Linked DNA regions of Sus scrofa: all the other regions are linked to region 1. A link is a contact called in public HiChIP or PLAC-seq and promoter capture Hi-C data. All regions are on one chromosome and are shown on one strand. Each heading gives the region's core, a stretch centred on a gene start, on an enhancer-like site or on the middle of the called end of the contact. The rest is flanking DNA. Distances are from core to core; before and after follow the strand shown. Region 1 holds the start of SAP30L (histone deacetylase complex subunit SAP30L). Region 2 holds the start of GEMIN5 (gem-associated protein 5). Region 3 holds the start of FAM114A2 (protein FAM114A2). Region 4 holds the start of CNOT8 (CCR4-NOT transcription complex subunit 8). Region 5 overlaps LARP1 (la-related protein 1). Region 6 holds the start of LARP1 (la-related protein 1).

What was found. Promoter capture Hi-C pulls out the DNA fragments that hold promoters and counts their contacts. HiChIP or PLAC-seq counts read pairs in DNA pulled down with a chosen protein or histone mark.
Region 2: a promoter capture Hi-C map of liver shows a contact between it and region 1, with 4 times the contacts expected there. The contact joins the promoter of GEMIN5 here to the promoter of SAP30L in region 1. A contact is called at or near these places in 2 of 5 promoter capture datasets (fetal liver and liver), 3 of 47 Hi-C or Micro-C datasets (alveolar macrophages and liver) and 2 of 2 datasets of contacts at active chromatin or transcription factors (alveolar macrophages and skeletal muscle).
Region 3: an H3K27ac HiChIP or PLAC-seq map of alveolar macrophages shows a contact between it and region 1, with 5 times the contacts expected there. The contact joins the promoter of FAM114A2 here to the promoter of SAP30L in region 1. A contact is called at or near these places in 2 of 5 promoter capture datasets (fetal skeletal muscle and liver) and 2 of 2 datasets of contacts at active chromatin or transcription factors (alveolar macrophages and skeletal muscle).
Region 4: an H3K27ac HiChIP or PLAC-seq map of alveolar macrophages shows a contact between it and region 1. The contact joins the promoter of CNOT8 here to the promoter of SAP30L in region 1. A contact is called at or near these places in 1 of 5 promoter capture datasets (liver), 2 of 47 Hi-C or Micro-C datasets (heart right ventricle and liver) and 2 of 2 datasets of contacts at active chromatin or transcription factors (alveolar macrophages and skeletal muscle).
Region 5: a contact with region 1 is called in an H3K27ac HiChIP or PLAC-seq map of alveolar macrophages. The contact joins the enhancer-like site here to the promoter of SAP30L in region 1. A contact is called at or near these places in 4 of 5 promoter capture datasets (fetal liver, fetal skeletal muscle and liver), 12 of 47 Hi-C or Micro-C datasets (blood, embryonic fibroblasts, fetal skeletal muscle and 7 more) and 2 of 2 datasets of contacts at active chromatin or transcription factors (alveolar macrophages and skeletal muscle).
Region 6: an H3K27ac HiChIP or PLAC-seq map of alveolar macrophages shows a contact between it and region 1. The contact joins the promoter of LARP1 here to the promoter of SAP30L in region 1. A contact is called at or near these places in 2 of 5 promoter capture datasets (fetal liver and liver), 1 of 47 Hi-C or Micro-C datasets (liver) and 1 of 2 datasets of contacts at active chromatin or transcription factors (alveolar macrophages).

What each region holds. Positions count from the first base shown.
Region 1 is chr16:68,708,062-68,711,711 of Sscrofa11.1, forward strand. SAP30L (histone deacetylase complex subunit SAP30L) reads right to left here and starts at 1,891. Exons shown (of 5, transcript XR_308560.3): 1 at 1,479-1,891.
Region 2 is chr16:68,277,451-68,281,100 of Sscrofa11.1, forward strand. GEMIN5 (gem-associated protein 5) reads left to right here and starts at 1,771. Exons shown (of 28, transcript XM_013984899.2): 1 at 1,771-2,021; 2 at 2,815-2,975. The coding sequence starts at 1,856. It overlaps MRPL22 (39S ribosomal protein L22, mitochondrial), which reads right to left and starts at 1,653. Exons shown (of 7, transcript XM_021076707.1): 1 at 1,557-1,653; 2 at 1-30. The coding sequence starts at 19.
Region 3 is chr16:69,119,782-69,123,431 of Sscrofa11.1, forward strand. It overlaps FAM114A2 (protein FAM114A2), which reads left to right and starts at 1,734. Exons shown (of 14, transcript XM_013984903.2): 1 at 1,734-1,824. MFAP3 (microfibril-associated glycoprotein 3) reads right to left here and starts at 1,772. Exons shown (of 4, transcript XR_001301941.2): 1 at 1,691-1,772.
Region 4 is chr16:68,350,017-68,353,666 of Sscrofa11.1, forward strand. It overlaps CNOT8 (CCR4-NOT transcription complex subunit 8), which reads right to left and starts at 2,004. Exons shown (of 7, transcript XM_013984900.2): 1 at 1,883-2,004.
Region 5 is chr16:68,397,075-68,400,724 of Sscrofa11.1, forward strand. LARP1 (la-related protein 1) reads right to left here. Exons shown (of 19, transcript XM_021076708.1): 16 at 2,248-2,392. Among named protein-coding and RNA genes, the nearest start is that of FAXDC2, 40 kb to the left of the region's middle. Within about 2 kb of position 2,012, at least 2 of the 83 cell types and tissues checked have an H3K27ac peak or open chromatin away from gene starts, as enhancers often do. A contact at or near this core is called in alveolar macrophages, where this site is marked.
Region 6 is chr16:68,449,958-68,453,607 of Sscrofa11.1, forward strand. LARP1 (la-related protein 1) reads right to left here and starts at 1,648. Exons shown (of 19, transcript XM_021076708.1): 1 at 826-1,648. The coding sequence starts at 1,264.

The sequences.
Region 1 (3,650 bases), core at 641-3,140:
CACAACTGTTTGAATGGTGGGTTTGAAAGAACAGGGAATTTCTTTTTCTTTTTTAAGACTGTAAAATATTATTATAAGCTGCTCAAGTAAAGGCTCCCAACAACCTACACAGTAGGTGGGCAGTGTTTCCATGAGGATGAATTCATTCCTGTCTTAGAATTAAGCATTTCACTTCAATACATGTCCTAATCAAGGCCACTGTAGGGTCTAGCCAGTCGTTCACGCAGATGAATTACTTTCATTCATTTATTCATTTACTGATAGAGATTTGTAGTAAGAAAGCGATCAACTCACCCTCAATCATTTAAAAATAGCATCTTTCCATTCAAGAGTTGCAAATATAATTGTTAAAAAAAACATGGGGGATGGAAGGGAAGAGTCTAGAAGAAAGGGCAGGGAAATTTTTTTTTATTCATTAAAGATGTAGTTATGCATTGGGCTTGCAGGTAAATCAGACAATGGAGTTAAGAAATTAACCAGCCTCACAGGTGCTGTGTGACTTTGGCACCATCACTTCCTATCTCTGAGCCTCAGTTTCAGTTTCAAATCAGAGGTGGACAAGTGAGGGTGCTTTCAGTTTAAGGAACAATCTCTGATCCCCCCAAGAGCGAAGACACTTTGGTTCTAGAAGAGAATGGATGTGAAGCACTTAGCTGGTCTAACCCGAATATTAAATACCCCTCCAACTCATTTCCAATTCCTAATCACCAGGCAGACACAGAAGACTTGCAGCAACAGATGTCAAACTAAAAAGTTCTCAATTGGTTGACAATAGGCACATCTTTAGAATAGTTAACTGGTGAAGTGGAGGAATCACACAGGAAAAGTTTTCTATTCAAATTTAAATTACCCACCCCACCCTCCCCGGCATTTCTAAAGAAGTGAACCCTATAAACATGGATTTTCTTCCTTGCAGTCACTTCGACTGCCAGAGCCACCTCCCAAGAGCAGGTCTCGGCCTTAGTGCTGCCACATCCTTGAAAATCCCATTTCTCCACCGCAGCCTGCGGAGCGGCGAGCCTGGTGACCCTCTGCGGCAACCGAGGCCGCCGCATACAGGGAAGGAACTGCCACCTTTCCGTTTTGGAAGGAATCACAGGGATCCGGGAAGAAGGGAGAAGTTGGAGGAGAGCCGGCTCCCTTCATCACCCCTCCCTCATACCTGCTCCTTCAGGGGCCAACGAAATGAAGCCACCTCTTCCTGCTCCCATATCTAAACCAAATAAACGAGCTAAAAACTGGTGTCAGATCCTCTCGGGCGGGAAGGGTCCTCCGAGCCTCCCGCCACCAACCTCCCGGATTTGGGCAGAGCCCCAGTTAGAGCTCGAGCGGCCTCTGCAAGCCGGAGTCCAACTCCTCAGCGTGCAGATAAAGGGCGGCGAGGCCCAGGGCGGGGAGGGCTCCCGAGTCCCGCCCGCAGCCCCGGGCAGCGGCCGGAGAGCGGCCCGGCGCGGGGGCCCAGGCGGGGGTGGACTCACGCTCTTGTCGATGTCCAGCTTGAGTTTCTTCTGCGAGATGCTCTTCTGGACCCTCTTGCTGAAGGAGGCGTTGCCCGCGGGCCGGACGCAGCGCTCGCCGTCCTCGATGAGGCAGCAGCTCTGGCCGTAGCCCGGGGCGGCGGCGGGGGCGGCGGGGGGCCCTTCGCGGCTGTCCTCCTCCGTGCTAAAGCCGTTCATTTCCCCGCCCCGGGCCGGCCCCTCTGGGGGAGGGTCCCCCGCAGGCCACTCCGCGGCCGCGCTCCCCGCGGGGCAGGTCGCCGAGGCCCCCGCTCTCGAGGGTCCCAGAGTCCGTCTCCAGGCGAGGCGCTGCCCTGCCCCGCGCCAGGGAGGCCCCGCTCCGCTCCGACGCGCTCCGGGTCCTTCGGTGCCCGGCCCCGCGTCTCCGCCGAGCCCCTTCCTCTCCGCTCGCGGCGCCGGGGTCGGCTCCCGCGGCTCGCAGGGCCCCGCCGGGAGTCACCCGGAGGCGCCTTCTGCCGGGGGCCCTGAACCGTTACCCTTCGGCGAGGACGTCCGAGAGAACGTCCCAGGAAGAAGCCGCTCCCCGGGGACCCCGGGCCGGGGCTGCCAGGGGGTTCCGAGGGCCCCCGCCGGCTCCCGCCTTCTTTCGGCTGCTGGGCAAACTCGCCACTGGGCAGCTCTCCCGGGGTGGCGCGGCCTCCCCGCGCGGGGCCCGGCCTCGAACCCGCGGCGCCCGGGCCCCGCGGAGCGTCGAGCCCGCCCCACCCCTGCAGCAGCTCGGCTGCGCCCCGAGTCCCGCGGCAGCCCCTGGGCCGCCTGGCCGCCGCCCGCCCAACGCTCCGCACCACAACAGTTCGCTCCCCCCGCCCTCCGCGGGACAGCGGAAGTCCCGCCGCCGCACGCCCATTGGTGGCTTTCTCTATCTGGGCGGGGCCACCGCCGCCGCTGGCGCGTCCCATTGGGCGCCATCACCGCCAGTCCCCGGCGCCTGGCTACTTCCTGGACTCTGCTGGGATGGGTTCAAAGTAGAGAAAGTGGAAAAGGGAAGAGTTCCCCGGGTGAGGGAGGGGAACCGGGCCGTAGACTCTTCGGGCTCGGGGAGGATGGTGAGCAGGGTCCCGGTTGGACCGAGGGCCCGACTCTGGAAACAGAGGATCACTTCGGGAGCGGACAGAGTACAGACGTGGGCGGGGGCACGGAGGGACATATACACGGAGGGCATGTGAGGGGGGACCTAGAGGGAAGAGAGGTACTGTCATGAGAGGGACAGACTGGGCAAAACGGAAGGACCAGGGCCTGAGGACCTGCAGAGCGGCAGGAGTTAGGGTGCGTGAAACAGGACAGAGGACAGCCATGGCGGGAAAGACAGGGGGACAATCGGAGCAGATACAAGGAAAGACGTGCGGAAGAGGTGAAGGTGGGTGGGTGTCTGATGGCGGGTCTTGAAAGATAGTCAGAAGCTTGTGGGTGGCGGACCCTCTCCCACTGCGGAGACAGGGACTGGCTGGGTCTGCTCGGAAAGAGGAGAGGGGGAAAGGAACCCGAGGGGCTGTGGTGACCCTTCCGCTGGGAAGAATCGGAAGTCGAGATAAGGTCTAGAGGGTGGACTAGGCGAACCGCGGTAAGAGGAGGAGCTGCGGAGGAAAATGCAGAAAGGATGGGCCAATCTCGGCGAGAGGAAGTGCTTGCTGTATTTTGGGCCCTCCCTGGAGCTCTGTAAACTGTAGCTCCTATGGCTTTAAGCCTCCGGGTTTACCCGGGAGGTGACCGCGCCCTGAGGAGCCCCAGTGCGTGGGGTTCGGTGCTCAGGGCGTCACACACACCCAGCGCCGCAGGAAGAGCCTCTAATCTAGAATGCCTAGTCAGGCCACCTCTCCACTGGTAGCCTGGGGACAAGTGAGGGCCAAAGGCCCGAGGAGACTAGCCCAGGATCTTGCAGTCTTTCAGGACTGGGCAGCATTTGTGGGGACGGGGGTTGTGCGGGGGAAGGAGAGTGAAAGGGAATGTGACCGGGAGTGTTAGGGAAGCACGTGTCCCTATTTTGGTGGTACTAGGAGGCACTGAAGAGGCTTCTGGTTTGTGTCTTGTAGCAAAGGGGAAGCTACCAGATTCCATGTTGAGAAGCAAATGCCCTGTGATCTTCAGTTTTCCTCACTGGCCTTAAACGTATTTGTACCCTCTAGCCTGGTAATT
Region 2 (3,650 bases), core at 521-3,020, 430 kb before region 1:
TCCCCCTGAGATTCTGCATCCATAACCCACCTGCAAAATCAACAAAGGCCGTCAATTTAGACTCCCACGTCACTCCTTTCTTCCATCTCTTAAGCCCTAAACGGTCCTTACCCAAACGCTCCAGTACCGCCGCCGCCATCTTTCTCCCTCCCGCTACGGAAGCCTCCGCGTTCAAACGCCGCGTGGGCAAGACGCGTGCGCGATTCTCCGGCTTTCTCCCCGCCCCCAATCCCGGGTCCCAAAGACGCCTAGGGGGTTGTCATGGAGACTTCGAACACGCTTCAGGAGTAAAAGGTGCGGTTGGGCCAGCCTTGCTAGGGAATGAATGACTTAATAAAGGCTCCAACCTAGCGATTTTCCGGAAACTCGTCAGGATCCGGAAAAACTGGATAACACCTCACAAATGGCCTGAAGGGTTAGGAAAACAGAGACCGTGAACAAGCCAATTAACCTGGGAAGGTTTCGGTTTTGTTGTCAGTAAAACAAATAAGTATCCCTATGGCACTGGCTAGTAAAGATCACTAGAGATCATGTGAAAGCTCTTTTAAAGAACATGCAAACTACTAGGTATAAAATAAGCTACAAGGATCTATTGTACAGCACAGGAAATATAGCCAATATTTTATAATACTTTTGAATGGAATCATTACAAATTGTGAATCGTTGTACACCTGAAATTAATATAATATTGAAAATATTTGATAAATAAATGAAAACAAGAGTTCCCGTCAGGGCGCAGCGTAAAGGAATCTGGTTTGTTCCCTGGCCTCGCTCAGTAGGTTAAGGATCCGGCGTTGCTGTGGCTATGGCCTAGGCCAGTGACTACAGCTCCGATTCAACCCCTATCCTGGGAACCTCCATATGCCGCGGGTGTGACCCTAAAAAGCAAAAATAATAATAGTAGTAAAATAAATAATTGAAAATAAAGAACAAGCAGTTCAAATACAAAGTATGATGCTCCAGGTTCACCTCCAAGAGCTAAGAGTTAATAATCGTCAGGCACTTGCTGCCAAATATGGCCAGTAGGCATTTGACTAAATCTCATGTATTCCCCACAGCAATCCAACAAGGCCTGGATTATCATCTTCCTTCTTCAAATGAGAAACAGGTTTAGGATAGGTTAAAGTCTCAGACAACTGGAAAAAAGAGGTCAATCTAGGGTTGGATGCCTCCAAAGTTATGGTCGTACCCACATCCAAATATATTTGACCTCCCTTTATTTGCAGAGATATCTCAAATTTTATTTGCTGGGTATGCCGGAGTTCAAGATACCCAATGCAAACATGCAATAGGGAGTAGAAGAGTGTAAGTACAGAATCTGAGCATTTTAGGATGTTTGAGCTGGAAGGGAACTTCCGTTCTTTTTCCTCCACAGCACTTAACATATAGTCCCTTCACAGAGTTGACGGGTAATCAGATCAAAAGAGTCACTATTCTGCTTTTACTTGAGTATCAAAAACCCAGAGACAGAATTTTCACCCAGTTGCGGAAACCCTTTAAAAAAAATATTTGATGGGATAGGGGTTGAATAGGTCCAGGGAAAAAAGCGTTCTAACCTCTTAATTGCTGTGAGAAGTGAAAAATGCCTAACCCCTGGGCTGGGCTCCAGCCGCCCTAGACGCTCCAGCCGCAGGCGAGGTTCCGCGGCGGAGCGCCGCGCTCTGGACCCCGCCCTTCCCAGCCCAGCGACACCAGTAGCCGAGCCAGCGGTGCGGCCTGGACCTCCGCGCGCGCCGTAGCGGCGGGCCCGAAGGGGCGGGGCTCCGAGTCAACCCCGCCCCTTCCTGGCTACAGCGTGGGGCTACGAAAGGTCTGCGCAAGTAGTTGCTTCCCTCATCCCTGGGTGGCAGTGATCATGGCTCAGGAACCGCGCACGCTGCCGCCCTCCCCTAACTGGTACTGCTCCCGATGCAGCGATGCCGTGCCCGGGGGCCTCTTCGGCTTCGCGGCACGGACCTCCGTCTTCCTTGTCCGCGTGGGCCCAGGCGCGGACGCGATACCAGGGACGCCCCCATTTCGAGGTAATTCCCCACCTCTTGGCCCCAGCCCTCTTGCCCTTCCTGAGTTCCCTGCAGGCTCCGAGTGGGCATTTCTAGCCACCCCCATCTCTTTAGATGAGGAAACTGAGGCTCGGGAAGGAGAAGGGTCTCCTTACGGCCAACTAAGCTGACTCGCGTCCCAGTCTACAAGGCTGAGCTATACACCACGCTGTGGCCGAGCGGTCCCGCCTCCTGGCGCTCTCACGTGGATCCTCTGCTTACTGAAAAGTTAACCCTGTCTCTTTTCAGATATTTAGAACATCTAGGCCTTCCTCCCCAACCCAGTGCGTGCGGGCCCCCTGAGAGCTCCTTGGGGTTGAGGGCTGCCTAATAGCTGCACGCCTTAAGGGAGATCTTGCAAATTTATGATACTAATTTCTGTAAGATGAAGGACTTGAGCCGGATGCTTTCAGGCTCCAACCCAGGTTTTGCTTATGCCTTAGGATATGGGATGCCAGATATTTATTCTGTTCCAAACGATGTCTGGCTAGATCTAGATAAGAATCTCTTTTACTTGCTTCCACTGAGCTGCTCCTCAGTCTGAGAACTGGGCATATCAAGGGATATGAACAGCATTTTATAGATTTGAGAAGACTGAGGCCCAAGGAGATAAAAAAGACATGTCTAAACCCAGGTAAAGGCAGTACCAGCACTTGGGGTCTCTAATTGTGAGTTCTTCCATGGGCTAAGTGAAGTCTCAATCACCACTTAACAGTAAGATTCTGCCAAGGAAGCTTAGGTAGCACTTTAACCTGGAATCTGATTTTGCTTGAAGTCATAGGGGAGTTGGTGGGACACACCGAAAGGGTCTCTGGCTTCACATTTTGTCATCACCTGGGTCAATACAACCTCTGTGCCACCAGCTCTGACGATGGGACTGTGAAAATCTGGGATGTAGAGACAAAAACAGTTGTGACCGAACATGCACTCCATCAGGTACCGTGGCTTACTAGTTTCTCAGGCCATTATTATATATCTGCCAGAGTTCTCTTGCTTCAAGTATAGTTTTGCTAGCTTATCTGTGCAAGTAATTGTTTTCGTTCATTAGATAAGCTCTATATGGTAAGATACTTAAAAACTTTTCTGGAAGGAGGTGAATATAAATAAGAGGTCAGCAAACTGCACTGCTGCCTCCTTTTCCAAACTGTTTTACTGGAATATAATCACAGTTGTTCATTTAAGTACCTTCTACAATTTTAAGTATTGGCTGCTTGCATGCGACAATGGCAGAGTTAAGTACTTGCAACAGAGACAGTACGGCCCACACAGTCTAAAATATTTACTCTCTGGTTCTTTACGTGAAAATGACTCCCAATATAAACTATAAGTGAATGAAACTTGTTTCCAAACTAGGTGATTAATTGTATATCTGCTTTTTGAGAGAATGTAGGAAAGGAAAGAACTCCTTTTTAGTAAGAACTTTGCATTAATCTATAAAAGGAAAAAAAAAAATGTAAATGGTCCTTTGATCCCCAGTAGCCTAAATTCTCCTATCATTTGGTTATGATGTAGTCTTGCTATACAAGTGGAACTCACAGTATATATTAAGTACCTGTCATGTGCCTAGCATTGTACAGGTTAAAAACTAAAAATTTAGCATTGACAAATAAG
Region 3 (3,650 bases), core at 484-2,983, 410 kb after region 1:
ACGCCGGATCCTTAACCCACTGAGCAAGGCCAGGGATGAAACGCGAGACCTCATGGTTCCTGGTCAGATTCCTTAACCACTGTGCCACGATGGGAACTCCGGGAAAATATTCTTCATAGAAGTGCTACTTATGTTAACATGTAATTCATTCATCATTTAAAATACATTAATAACTTTTTTGAAAGTTGTTTTGATATCTAAAATGGCATACTGATGACTGAAGCTATGCAAAACCTCTTTGACATTCTAAATAAATTTTACAAGAGTCAAAGAATCCTAAGACCAAAAAGTTTGAACTTTTTTTTGCTATATTATCAGCAGTATTTTAAAGATAAGGTTAAGACGTAGTAAAGTGGCTTACTGAGATTCAATTCTTCTCCCCTGCCCCTTGCTTTTTAGAGCGGCACTAGCGGCACAGGGAAGTTCCCAGGCTAGGGTTCAAATCAGAGCTATAGCTGCCAGCCTACACCACAGCCACAGTCACGTGAAATCCGAGCTACGTCTGTGACCTACAGCACAGCTCACGGCAATGCTGGATCCTTAACCCACTGAGTGAAGCCAGGGATCTAACCAACATCCTCACGGATCCTAGTCAGGCTCATTAACTGCTGAGCCATGAAGGGAACTCCCGAGATTCAACTCTTGAACCCCCAATTCTATGCATTTTCCATTACAATAGAAAACCAGAGAAAAACACCTACTTTATACTTAATGTTTTTGGGTTTTTTGGAATAGGTATTTTTAACATGCTCCCAGGTGATAATGATGGCCCTATATTTAAAAAGACACCATTGGAAGCAAAGCAAACAACCCAAAGGGTTTTAGGAAGTGACAATTATTATATACAGACATTAAAACGATAATTCTGAAAGCATTAAATCGAGTTGGAAGACTTGAGTTCTTAAAAGGCCAGGTCCTTTCACCTCTCTGGGACTCAGTTTTTCACATCTGTATAATGAAGGCACCCCCAGTGAGGTTCTGGCTGTCAGTTTGGGTTTCATGCATTCTCCCTGCTCAAGGGCAACTGAAGAAATACATCTTTCTGAAGAGGGGTCAGGAGTGGTTTAAAGTCATAAATCTGAACATGTCACTTTTCTGCACAGAAACCTTCAATGCTTTTCCACTGCTTTCCAAAAAGTCAAAATCCTTATGCTGGTTCGTAGACCCTACAAGATTTGGCCACTTTAAGTCTCCGGTCTCACCTTCCTCTTTTCGCTCCACTCTCAGTAGCCTTTTTCCTTTTCCTTGACCTGGCTCAGTTTGTTTCCACTATACGGGCTTTGCACTCGCTATTCCTTCTGCCTCTTAGACTCTTCTGCAAATCTTCATTAGGTTTACTCCTTCGCTTCGTTTCGTCACTTTATCCTGTTTCATTTTCTTTAAAGCATTCACTATCATCCTAGATAATCATGTTTGCCGACTTGCTTATGGAAGGCCTCCTCCACTAGGACGTCAACTACTTGCGAGCAAGGCTATAGTCGCTCGTAAACCAGGGTATCACAAGCGTCCAGAGTGGTGCCTGAAGAGGAACTCAGTAAACATACGATGGCCGAACGCTTGTAGGCCAGGCTTAAAAAGGGCAGCGATACCCCAGCATCCTTCACGTCGTACCCCGTCCCATAGGTTCAAACCCACGCCTCGGCACGCCCAGGAGCTCCCCAGCAGTGACCCCGAACGAGCCCTCACTCACCAGACGGGTGCGGAGCTTCTTCCGGCCCGAGAGGCTGCTTGACCCGGAAGTTCTCTCGGGTAGGCGAGGCCGTCTCCTCACTGAAGGAGGACTTCCGGGGCACTAGGAGCGGCCCCTCGGCAGCTGTGGCAACGGTGAGGGAAGCGGCGGGTTGCGTGTGGGGCTTCGCGGGAGGAGGCTGGCGGAGTGTGGGGTTCAGGGGTCGCCGGAGAAGGGGAGGGAGAGGCCTGGGGCTGGGAGGCGGGCGCCTCGCGGTGGGCGCTGAGGCTGCGGAAGCGCCTTGGTTATTGAAGCGCAACGCTTGTGTGGGGAGTTCTCGTCAGGAATTCTTAAGTCGGAGAAGTTAGGAGCGGAGCTTTACTCTAGATCTCCGTTTGGCACCTGTTCTTGTAATTGGGAAGAAGGCAGAGCGAATTTTGTTCGTCTAGAGACAAATCGTGGTTAATAACGATAGTAATGATCCGCACAACCACCACGTACTAACGGCGGCTGTTACCCGTGAGCGTTTTTGTGCCAGGCTCTGTTCCGAACCCCTCACACATTCAGTTTCGTCTTTCTCGGAGCCTTGGCAAGTGGTATTACTCGCACCATTTTACAGATAAGAACACGAGAGGCGCAGATAGGTGAACGAACTTTCCCGAGTCAGTGCAGTACAGAGTTGGGAGAAAGTCAGCCTAACCACAGAGCCCTTTATGTTATTTATTATATATAACGTATTCTCTATATGGTTTCTTGTTATGTGTTGTAGCTTGGAGAGTGTAAGGAGAGCCAAAAGGTAACTTTTTAAAAGTGTGTATTTACTCAGCTACACAAGAAGTGGATTGAATTTTGTGCAAGCACTGTGTAGTCTTTCCTATTAGGCCTCTGGAATAAATGGGGCAGAAATTGTTTAAAATTAGCTTTCAGTCTCCAGAGCTTGGCATATAACAGGTACTCAAAAAATGTTTGCAAGTAAATGAATGAATATTTCAGAGTTGTTTTGTATGTCTGTAAGTAGTTGTGTCCAGATTATTTTTTTCCTATGTGTTTTGAAAATGTATAATGTATGTATACGATGTATGGTTTGATAACTAGGATCCATGATGTTATATAAATCTGCTTTTCTTCCTTATGCTTTCCCATTATTTTTCCTGCTGTATTAACTACTCTTGGCATCTGTCTGTATTCCACGTTGTCATACCAGACCTTTGAGCTTTCCTTATGTGTTGTTTCCACACCCTTGAATTCTCTCACTGACATCTTCATCTGTCAAAATCCTAAGTGCCCTTTTAAGGCAGGTGTTGCATGTTCAGATGCCCATGGGGGGTAATCAGGTAACCTAAATGAGTCAGGTGGATTTGGGTGCCGATTATGAGGAACTAGAGAGCACTACCCTATCTAAAAGATATCAGCAACTATTTGGCATGAGCTAGTCAGTAAGTCAGATGTGGGCCGGTTGTTGGCAGATCTTTCAGTTTTACAGTGTAAGTTAGAAATATCTATTTGTATACAAAGTTTCATTTTTAAATGTTAGCAGTTAGTATTAAAAAAAATTTAGGAGTTCCCGTTGTGGCTCAGTGGAAATGAATCTGGCTAGTATCCACGAGGATGCAGGTTCGATCCTTGGCTTTGCATAGTGGGTTAAGGATCTGGCGTTGCCATGACCTGAGGTGTAGTTTGCAGATGCAGCTTGGAGCCTGTGTTGCTGTGGCTGTGGCTAGCAGCTGTAGCTCCGATTCGACCCCTAGCCTGGGAACCTCCATATGCTACTGGTTCGTCCCTAAAAAGACAAAAAGACCAAAAAAATAAAATAAAAAAAGTCTAAACACTATGCAGGCGAAATGAAAACATCTGTATGCCTGATTTGGGACTCACAATCCCAGTTTGTGGTCACTATTTTGTGCTTTTTTTCAGATATGAAAAATCCATGGATGTTCTCTTTTGATCCTGGCATACTTTTCCTTGCTCTCTGTTCTTTTAA
Region 4 (3,650 bases), core at 754-3,253, 360 kb before region 1:
CCCGGGATCCGCTCCTAGAACCAAGCGGCCTAGTGAGATGGGCGCCCTCGTGCCCAGAGCGACCTTACGCACCACCCACCAAACAATCTGGTCGTACCACTCTATCCATCCGATCCGCCCGACTCGCCTGCTCTCTTCGCGTCACAGCAAACGCGCGCGCCTGACCCTCTCCGCCCCTCCCCTTCTGCGCGCCCCCGGAGACTCTGTCCGTGTTCGCTCAGCGCGAGAGCTCGCGAGAGCGACGCGCAGGCGCAAAACCAAGAGCGAGTCGCGAAAAAGGCGGGGCGGGGCAACCTCGGAGGAGGCCTTCGGAACCTTGCCTCCACCCACCCCAAGCCTACGCGCGATTAGTTGCGTCGGTTCAGTTCAGTTTGAGGACCGCCCCTCCATGTCGGTTCCCCTTCCGCGCGCTCGGGAAGGGGCGTGGTCTAGAACTAGCCCATCCCCGCGGGGGGCGTGCCTTGCTAGAGCAAAGGGTGTGGCCCGTCTGACCAAATACCCTAAATTACCAAAGTCCCTTCCTCCCTTCTTTGAAAGACCGTTAAAATCGTTGCCGGGAGCGAAGTTGGGGGCAGGATCGCTGGGGGAGCTCCTGACCCCCTTCCTTCTGTACTAACGCGGCCCCACTTACAAAACTTCTGCCTTAAGCTTCCTTTCCGGCAAACAATTGTTTGTGGGTGGGCCAGCACCCCCAAACCGAGTCTGGGTGACGTCCGCCGAGGCCCGCCTCCCTCCTCCCACCCTCGCCGGTTTGGGCAGCCAGCATTACCATAGCAGCCAGCCCGCTGGGGTTTGCTCGGGTAACAAAGAAGACGCTGCCCGGTGGGGGAGGCACTGGGCCAGCGCTGCCGCCCTCCCGCTTTCGGAGAACCTCCGAGACCTGGCGGACGCTAGGCGAGCTCGTGGGATCCTCCATACGAGAGCAGTGGTGCCCCGGCCTCGCTTAGCAGTATCCTTTTAGCCCCCACCTTCCCTCCGATTCACTGTGAATCCTATTTGAGAAGAGAGCTCTTTGCCAACACCTGTCCTTGGCAGTATTTGACCAGGCGGGGAAGGTTCAGCGCTGCCTCGCGTTCTCCAGCTGTGGGAGAGAAGACAAAGCGCTGGTTTCCCGCACACAGCTGACAATTCCAGGCCGCCCTCAGTCACCGGCTCAGAAACTCCACTCTATCCCTGAGGGACGGTGCAGCAGACTCCGCAGAGCATGGCTCTAGTTACACTCCTAGATGCCTCCACTCGAAGGGGGCTGCTGATAAGTGGATTTCAAATTCACCCCCGAATCACTGCGCCTTTCTACGTTTAAACATTACCTCCTAAAAGCAATCTCTAAAACCCCACATCCGTTTCCCAGGCTGGAGGCAGGGCAAGCCTTCATCGGCAATTCTAACCTAGAGTCCCAAAGGCTAGTCTCCAGGAAAGTGCACTCCCAACCCATCAAATGCACCTTCTGAACACGCCTCCTCTTCTCCCCTCCTGATGAGTCTGTTTCCTTCTCCCATAACATAGAGATATGAGTAACAATCTCACACAATGTCTGTGTTAATACATAGGAAAACCACACCGCACTAAGGAAGATATATAAGTGTATTCAACCAAGAAATGTTCCTAGGCGTTCCCTTCGCAGCTCACTGGTTAACGAACCATGAGGTTGCGGGTTCGATCCCTGGCCTTGCTCAGTGGGTTAAGGATCCAGCGTTGCCGTGAGCTGTGGGGTAGGTTGCAGACGCCGCTCAGATCCGGCGTTGCTGTGGCTCTGGTGTAGGCCAGCAGCTATAGCTCCGATTGGACCCCTAGCCTGGGAACCTCCATATGCCTCAGGTGCGGCCCTAGAAAAGGCAAAAAGACAAAAAAAGAAAAGAAAAAAGAAGTGTTTCTGGCCTGCCTCAGTTTGTCATCCGTGAGATATCCAGTCTGTGTTAGTGCTGCAGACTTAATCATTCTGTTCAGCAATACTGTGCCGAGAAAGCAGGCAAGACGCTCCTTTCCCCCGTCCTGTGAGTTTCTAATGTCCTTTCATACACTTGTAATTACTTTCAGGAGAGGATAGCCCTCTGGGGATCTAGTCATGTGAGGAACAGCTTGTTTTTTCCTGCAGCACTGGTCCTGGTGTCTGCTGAAACAATCAAACAGGAAACACACTCCATCTCCTACCCCACAATACCCCCTCTCCCAGAACTGTGTTCATTTCTCAGGTTACTGAAGGTAAAGGTAAAATGAACACACTGATCGCTTGTATTTCCAGAGAACTTGGAGTATTTGTGGAACAACGGATTTTATGTTGCACTTAGGCTATTGCAAAACTGGAACAATTGTGTAAACCGCTGATGGCAGGGAGAAGCACCAAAGGAATCAAAGGGTAGGTGGAAAAGAACATAGTCAATAATATAATTTCACATTTTAAGGGAAATGCAGCGACACTGGATCCTTAACTCAACCTGCTGCGCCACAAGGGAACTTCCAAAACGATTGTTTTTGAACTACAGACTATGGAAAGTAAGGCTTGAACACATCTTCTCAGCTGGGGGAGTATAGGTATAAAAAAACAGAAACATTGGTTGCAAAATGGGTCTCTGTAAGAACCAGGCAGGCTGATATCCTTAGCTAGACAAACCTTTCTATTATTACCAATTCTAAGTAAATCTAACAAGGTACATTTCTTAAGCTAGGAAATGTGTAGGAAAAGCTAAAATACATATTTGTGTTTGAAATATTTTGAAAGTGGGGCAGAAGGTAAATGCCTCCAGGCATATAATACCACTCACTCCATGAGCCCAAGTTTCAAAACTCTTTTTTTCTTTCTGCTTTTTAGAGCCGCATCTTTGGCATATGGAAGTGGGAACTATATTCTTTTCCTACACCAGAGCCACAGCAACTCAGGATCTGAGCTGAGTCTGAGACCTACATGACAGCTCACAGCAACACTGGATCCTTACCCAGCTGAGCAGGGTCAGGGATCAAACCTGCAACCTCATGGATACCAGTCAGGTTCGTTATTGCTGAGCCACAACAAGAACTCCCTCAAAATTCTTTTTTTTTTTTTTTTCTTTTTGGCCACACCCTTGGCATATGGAGTTTCCCAGGCTAGGAGTCAGATTAGAGCTGTAGTTGCTGGCCTACACCACAGCCATAGCCACGCAGGATCTGAGCCACACCTGCGACCTATACCACAACTCCTGGCAACGCTAGATCTTTAACCCACTGAGCAAGGCGAGGGATCGAACCTGCATCTTCATGGATGCTATTCAGTTTTGTTTCCGCTGAGCCAGGACAGGAACGCTCCCCTCAAACTTCTTTACATTCCTTAGAGTAATGCTGACATACCTAGATGCCTATCAATTGAGTAATACCATTGTTACAGTGCCCTTGGCCTCAAGCTTAGCCAGGGTCAGTCGCCTTATTTAATGTTGTTTTTTTATCAGATCATATATATATCTTTACATTCAACTGAAGAGTGCACCCAGCTGGCTTTTTTCCTTGGCATTGGTGGAATTAACTTCCAGCTTTTGAAATATGTTGTCCCCACTTTTCCTGTGTTACAGAAAAACCTTCTGACTTAAAAATTATCAACAGAGCGTCAAACTTCTCGTAAATATAAAGCAGAGATCATGTTCCATGACTAAGCATTTAAGTATTATTTCGGTCTTCTGATT
Region 5 (3,650 bases), core at 762-3,261, 310 kb before region 1:
AGCCTACGCCAGAGCCACAGCAACGCGGGATCCGAGCCACGTCTGCAACCTACACCACAGCTCATGGCAACGCCGGCTCCTTAACCCACTGAGCAAGGGCCAGGGATCGAACCCGCAACCTCATGGTTCCTAGTTGGATTCGTTAACCACTGCGCCACGACGGGAATTCCAGAAATTTCATTTCTAGGAACATATACCAGGGAAATGACCAAAATTTAGAATTTTATAGATGTATAAAATTACTCATAGAAGCATTAAAAAAATTTAAATGTCTTGCAGAAGTGGTTAAGAAAAATCATGTTAACTCTTTACAACAAAATATATTAAAAATTACAATGTAAATATACATTGATGGATAATGAGAAGTGTTACATGTAGAATGTCCATTTTTGTAAACAAATATGTATTTTATATCTGCACGTGTACAAAGTCTGACAGGACACGACTATTCCTGCTGTGGCTCAGTGGGTTAAGAATCTGACTAGTATCCATGAGGAAGCAGGTCTGATCCCTGTCCTTGCTCAGTGGGTTAAGGATCTAGAGTCGCCGCAGTGTGTGACTGTAGGTCAGAGAGGCTTGGATCTGGTGTTGCTGTAGCTGTGGCATTGTAGGCTGGCAGCTGCAGCTCCAACTTGACTCCTGGCCTGGGAACTTCCAGATGCCGTGGGGGAGCCACAAAAAGCAAAAGGAAAAAAAAAAATTTTTTTTAACTCTATTTTCTAAACTTCCAGCAAAAACATGGACTGTCTTCTCTAGGAAGACAAAAAAGTTAAATATCTTAAAGACACAGAAAAACGCTCATTCTTTTAAATGATAAATAAGACATAAATAAAAAAGGCATTCAATGCATGATCTAAATACACGAAATACGACTGAACATTAACACTGGTTGTCTCTGGACTGAAGGGCATCTTTCTCTCCCAGCTCTTTCAATATTGCTATCCCTTTACAAACTGCTTACAGAGAGAACATTTTACTTGGGAGGAAAAAAAAAGTATCTTTTTAAAAGTTTTTTGTTGTTTTAAAAGAGCAAAATATTGGAACCAACTCAAGTGTCTATTAGTAGGAGACTGGTTAGGAGTTTCTTGGAGGCACAGAGTTAAGGATCCGGCATTGTAACTGCTGTGGTTCAGGTTCAATCCCTGGTCCCAGAACTTCTGAATGCCATGGATGCAGCCAAAACACCCTAACAGTCTATAATTAAGTAAATTATTGTATATCCATACAGTCTAAGACCACAGGAGCTATAAAAAAGAAGAAGAAAGTTATTTATACATGGATATGGAATGATCTCTAAAATAGAGCAATGGAGTTCCTTTGTGACACAGCAGGTAAGGATCTAGTGTTGTCATTGCAGTGGCTCCGGTCACTGCTGTGGCTCAGGTGTAATCTTGATTGCTGGCCGAGGAACTTAGACATTCCGTGGGCACGGCCAAAAACAAATAAATAAATAAGTAAAAAAGCAAAAAGCTACAAAATAGTATCCAAAAGAGACCATCTTTTGTGTAAACAAAAGGGGTGAAACGTTGTGTGTGGAAGACTACATAGGTCTGCCCTCGCCTACATAATAAGCAAAGTACTTGCATTTTTAAATTTTGTTTATTTATTTAGAAACTCCTGGGCCAGGAATTCCTGTCCTTGCACAGTGGAAACGAATGTGATAAGGAACCAGGAGGTTGCGTTCGACCCCCGGCCTCACTCAGTGGGTTAAGAATCCAGCGTTGCCATGAACTGTGGTTTAGGTCGCAGACATGGCTCGGATCTGATGTTGCTGTGGTGTAGGCTGGCAGCTATGGCTCTGATTAGACCCTAGCCTGGGAACCTCTACATACTATGGGTGTGGCCCTAAAAAACAAAACAAAACAACAAGAACTCCTGGGCCAAGGAGCCAATCCATGCCATAGCAGCGACCCAAACTGCTGCAGTGACATGGCTGGATCTTTAACTCACCAAGCCACAAGGGAACTTATAAAGCAAAGTTCCCTTTTTAGAGAAGATCCACAAGATTCTAACAGTACTTGCTGGCTGTGGGAAAAGGAACCAGCTGGCTGGGGAACTAAGATGAGGAGACGTCTTACTGTGTAACCTTCTGACCTCTTTGAGTTCTCAATCATGTAAATGTAGTACCCACACAAAAGTAATACATTTTTGAAATAAAGAGTATGAAGCATATACACAATAAATTTCCAATTATACTTCTGGAAGCAGACCCAACAGGGACCCCTCACCACCCCTGATCCCATTCACCTGTAGCCTTCTTTGGCATCCTCCAGAGCCAGCTGCTTGAATTCCTCATACATCTTCTTGTTAAAGTGATCTCGGAGGAAGAAAGACCAGAAGCGGAAGAGAGTGTTCATCTCCTGAGACTGGCCAATGCCTAAGCGTTTCCGCTCTGATGGGGGAGGAAGAAGGAAAGACTGTGTTAGGGCTGGACTGCCTGTGCTATGGGGACAAATGATCCTGGGACTCAAGGACATCAGTCCTTTCTCCTTCCCTCACTCATCACCTGCCCCTTAAGTCTTTGGGAAGGTATTTACTGAATGCTAAGTACAGTGTGTCAGGCCCTGCTGCTGGGCACTGGGCACTCTGTCTATGTATAGCTGGATCACTTTGTTGTACTGCAGAAATTATCAAAACACTGTAAGTCAATTAAACTTCAATACAACTTTAAAAGCAAAACAACAACAACAAAATTACAACTTAAAATAAAAACAAATAATCTGGTTAAAAAATAAAGATCTGAATAGACATCTCTCAAAAGAAAATATATAAATGGCTCAAAAGCACATGAAAAAATGCTCAACATTATTAGCTACCAGGGAAAGGCTAATAATCAAACCCAGAAGAAGGTATCATTTGGCATGGGTTTGACCCCTGTCCTGGCAGTGAATTAAGGATCTGGTGTTGCTGCAGCTGTGGCTTGAATTTGACCTCTGGCCTGGGAACTTCCATATGCCACAGGTACGGCCAAAAAAAAAAGTTATTACTGCACACTCGCACACACCAGCAGGATGGCTATCCTCAAAAAGATAAACTATAATAAGTGTTGGTAGGACATGGAGAAATCAGAACCCCCAAACACTGCTCTTAGGAATACAAAATGGTGCTGTCACTTTGGAAAACAGTCTTAAAGTTCCTCAAAAGGTCAGAGAGAGTTACCCTATGATACGACGCAGGAATCTCACTCTTCCGCCCAAGGTAAATGAAAATGTGTGTTCCCACAAAAACATCTATAGGAATGTTCACAGCAGCATTATTCATGCTAGACACAAAGTAGAAACTCAAAAAGTCCATCAATAAAACTTACACACACACACACACACACACGAAGAGGGAAGTAAGGCAGATGAACCAAACATTTTGTAACCATATTTTGCTGAGTAAAAAGGTGGCTGAATGACTTAATAACTGTAAGTGAGCACTAAGGTTTATTTTGAGCCTCCTTACAGACAATATGACAGAAACCTGCAGTTAAAAGACATCTCCTTTTGGGATGTAAGAAAGCAAATGGGAGCATCTAGACAGGTTCTCTCCTTACACTCTCATCTGGAGCAGAGGTCAGTAATCTTTTTTTCCTAAGCAGCTGGAGAGTTAATATTTTAGACTTTACAGGTCACATACGGTTTCTGCCATAAATTCTCCCCTGTCCA
Region 6 (3,650 bases), core at 398-2,897, 260 kb before region 1:
TCACCCGCCCGCCCGGCCCCGCCACTCCCTCGCCCGCCGCCGCACGCCCCTCGCGTCGCCGCATGCCCCCTTACTCGCCTTACATTTCCCCCTTACTGGATCCCCGCACACTCGCCATCCAGAGGCATGGTCTAAAGGCGGAAGGTCCCCGGGAGCAGACAGGGAAAGCACCCAATTCAGGGACATGCTGGGTTTCCTTTCCTCCCGATTCTCCCTGCAATAGACCCCTCAACCTTTCGCCAGTAGCCATTCTACCGCCTAACACTATGTGCTCGAGCAAAAAACTTAACTTTTAAATCCCGAATCCTTGTGGTCGGTATAAACTCGTCGCCGGGTGTTTTGCTGCCCATGACATATGCTCATTAAACATTTACAACATAGGGACAATCGCAACGCCACCAAAACGGACAGCAAGGGGCGAGGTGGGAAGAGGGGGCTTCCCGAGAAATGTTTCAGGCTACAAACAGTCTCCTACACAAACACGCGGTGGGAGGGAAAGGGCTTTTTTCACCGAAACCAGCGCCCACCCTCTCCCGGCGAGGTAGGCCCGAACCACGCCGTTGCCCACTAACCGCTGCGGCCCGGGCGGTGGCTATAGCCTCCCGGAGGCCGGGCCCTCCGGTAGGGACAGGTTCCCGAGCATGCTGGGGGGCAGGGTATGGCGACCTAAATTAAAGGGAGCTAATAAAAAAAAAAAAAAAAAAAAAAAACCCGAGTCACCAGGACCAGTGGCGGACCCCCGGGCCCTGGAGGCCGCTGGGGGAGGGGACGCCTAAGGCCCCGGAAGAGGCCCCCGAACCCAAGATCACAAGCAGGGAGACCCACCTGGAGGAGACTGTCCGTTCACGGTGGCCAGGACCGGCGGCAGCGCGTTCTTAGTCCACGGGTTCACCTTGGGCGGAGGGGCCTCCACGAAGTCTCGGCGCCCGGCGCCCGCGGCTCCCGCAGCTCCTCCGCCAGCGCCCGGCTCGCCGCCGCCCTCTTCTCCGTCGCTGACTGCCAGGCCCTCGGCGCCGGGAGGCTGCGGCGGCCGCGGGCTCTCGCGCTCCAGCTGCCCGGTGCCCTCCTTGTGCGGCTTGGCGTAGGGCGGCCGAGGTCTCCGGGCGCCGCCGTCCGGCTCCCCCCCTCCGACGTCGTTCGCCCCGGGCTCGCCCTTGCCCTCGGGCGGCGGCGGCGGCGGCTTCTTCCTCACCAGCCCCCCGTGCTCTTCGGCCTGCAAGAGCGGGGTGCCCCCCGGCAGCAGCGGCTCCACCTGAGTGGCCATCTGCGCGCCCGCCCCCCCGGAGAAGCCGGGCGCGCCCGAGGCTGCCTCCCCCGCCTCGAACTTGGCTCTCAGAGCCCCCGCGACTCCTTCCTCCGGGGCGCTGGGCCCCAGTGCCTGCGGAGAAGGGTCCGGGTTCACGCTAGGCGCGGCCCCCCTCCCGGTCGGATGCAGCCGCCGTAAATCCAAGGCCTGCTGGCGGGGCGGGGGGGGGGAGGAAGGCCCCCCACTCTGCGGTCCAGGCCTCCTCGGCGCGCGTCCCCCCCGCCCGTTCCTCGCAAGGCGCCCCCACCCCGAGCCTGGCAAGCTTCTCGTCCCGTCCCTCCCTCCCCCCCGCCCCCGGGGCGGCCCGGGCTTCCCGGCTCGGGGGCTGCAGCAATATGGACGGACGGGGGAGAGGCGCGGCGAGCCGAGCTGACCACGCGATCCGCGGCAGGCGGCGGGCGGGCACGCGCCTCGCGACGCAGCGGGCGGGGGAGGGGAGGGCGCAGCGGGGGCGCGCCCGCTAGGGCCGGCCCTGGGCGACGAACGGGCGAAGGCGGCGGGAGCGCGCCCGTACGGCCCCGCGGCCCCGCCCCTCGCCCCGCCCCTCGCCTCCAATTTCTCGGCGCACCTCCGGCGCTGGCTGGTGAGGGGTACTCAGACCCGACGGGGGCGAGCACGTGCCTGATGCAATTCGGAAGGGGGGTGGGGCAGTGAGCCGGGCTAGAGAGAAGGGGTGGTAAAGTGGGGGAAGTGTCTTAAAGAGGTAGCGCGTGAGAGCGGCAGCAGGTGGAGCACATGGGAACCGGCCACGCGGCCGGCTGGGCCTGCTCGCGCTCTTTACGTTGGGTGCGCCAGATTCCAGGGAAGGAGCCATTAATGTCACCCTCGATTTAAGGGATGGTGGAGGGGGGTGCTGCCGGCTCCCTGGCGTCCTGTGGGCCTGGCTCCTCCAAGCCCCGCCTGGGTGACCTTGGGAGAGCCTGTCTCACCTCCGCGGACTGTGCTCGGCTCCTCCCCGCCGCCCCGGCCGGGGACACTGCCCCGAGTTGGATTCGACGCCCGGTCTGGAAGGCGGGCCTTTACCCCTTGGGGGCATCGCGCGCGCCTAGGAAGTGAGCTGGGGATAACCAAGCGCTCCCAACCCAGCCAAGTTCTGAAACCAAGTTTTATGGGCAGAAAATGTCTTTTTTGTCAAGTGGATTTCATTTTTTATAAAGATTGCTTGGGGCAGAGATGAACCAATGCCCGAATGAGACTCAGGAGTTCTGAGATTTTTATACTGACCTTGATCCTGCCCTTTACCAACTCTGCAGTCTTTGGGCCTCAGTTTCCCTACTGTAAAATAAAGAATGGTGTGACAGCGGTTCCAAATTTTAGTGCACATTCAATTAAATAAATATTTACCGTGGAGGTCCTAGGAAACAGAGTTTGGAAATAAACCAGGCTAACAAAGTCCCTATCCTCACGGAATTTACATTCTAAGATGGTGAGAAAGACAACAAACTGAGAAACAGGTGCTTGTCTTGCATCTAAGACAATAATTTACAGTAATAGGTTAGACTAGATTAGTTTCAATGATGAGGGAAAACCCTGAATGCAGATTCCAAAGCATTTGGATCCAGAAATCTGCATATCTAACAAGACCCTTGGGTGCTTGTGGTTCCACACTTCACTTGGAGAAGTCCTGGCCTCTGGCTAGATGGGATCCCACCCGCTTAAGAAATAACCTAAAAGTTCCTGTGTGGCACAGTGGGTTAAAGCTCTCAGGTTGCCAAAGCTGGAGCACAGGTTGCAACTGTGGTACAGGTTCCATCCCTGGCCTGGCATTTCCACATGCCCCAGTTGCAGCCAAAAACAGAAAACAAACCAAAAAACCCATCAATCAAAACCCTGAGTGTTGGGCATCTCCACAACAGGGATTAGAACACACACCTGACAAAACATTGTAAATCAACTATTAAAAAAAAAAAAAAAAAAAGGAGTTCCTGTTGTGGCTCAATGGGTTAAGAACCCAACTGGTATCCATGATGACATGGGTTCGAACCCTGGCCTTGCTCAGTGGGTTAAGGATCTGTCATTGCCATGAGCTGTGGCGGCTGTGGTGTAGGCTGACAGCTGCAGCTTCAATTTTTTTTTTTTTTTTTTCTTTTTCTTCTTAGGGGCTGCACCGGCAGCATATGGAGGTTCCCAGGCTAGGGGTCAAATTGGAGCTGCAGCTGCTGGCCTACACCACAGCCACTGCAATGCCAGCTTCTTAACCCACTGAACAAGGCCAGGAATTTAACCCACAACCTCACGGTTCCTAGTCTGATTCGTTCCCACTGCGCCACGACAGGAAATCCTGCATCTCCAATTTGACCCCTTGCCCTGCAACTTCTATGTGCCGCAGGTTCGGCCCTAAAAA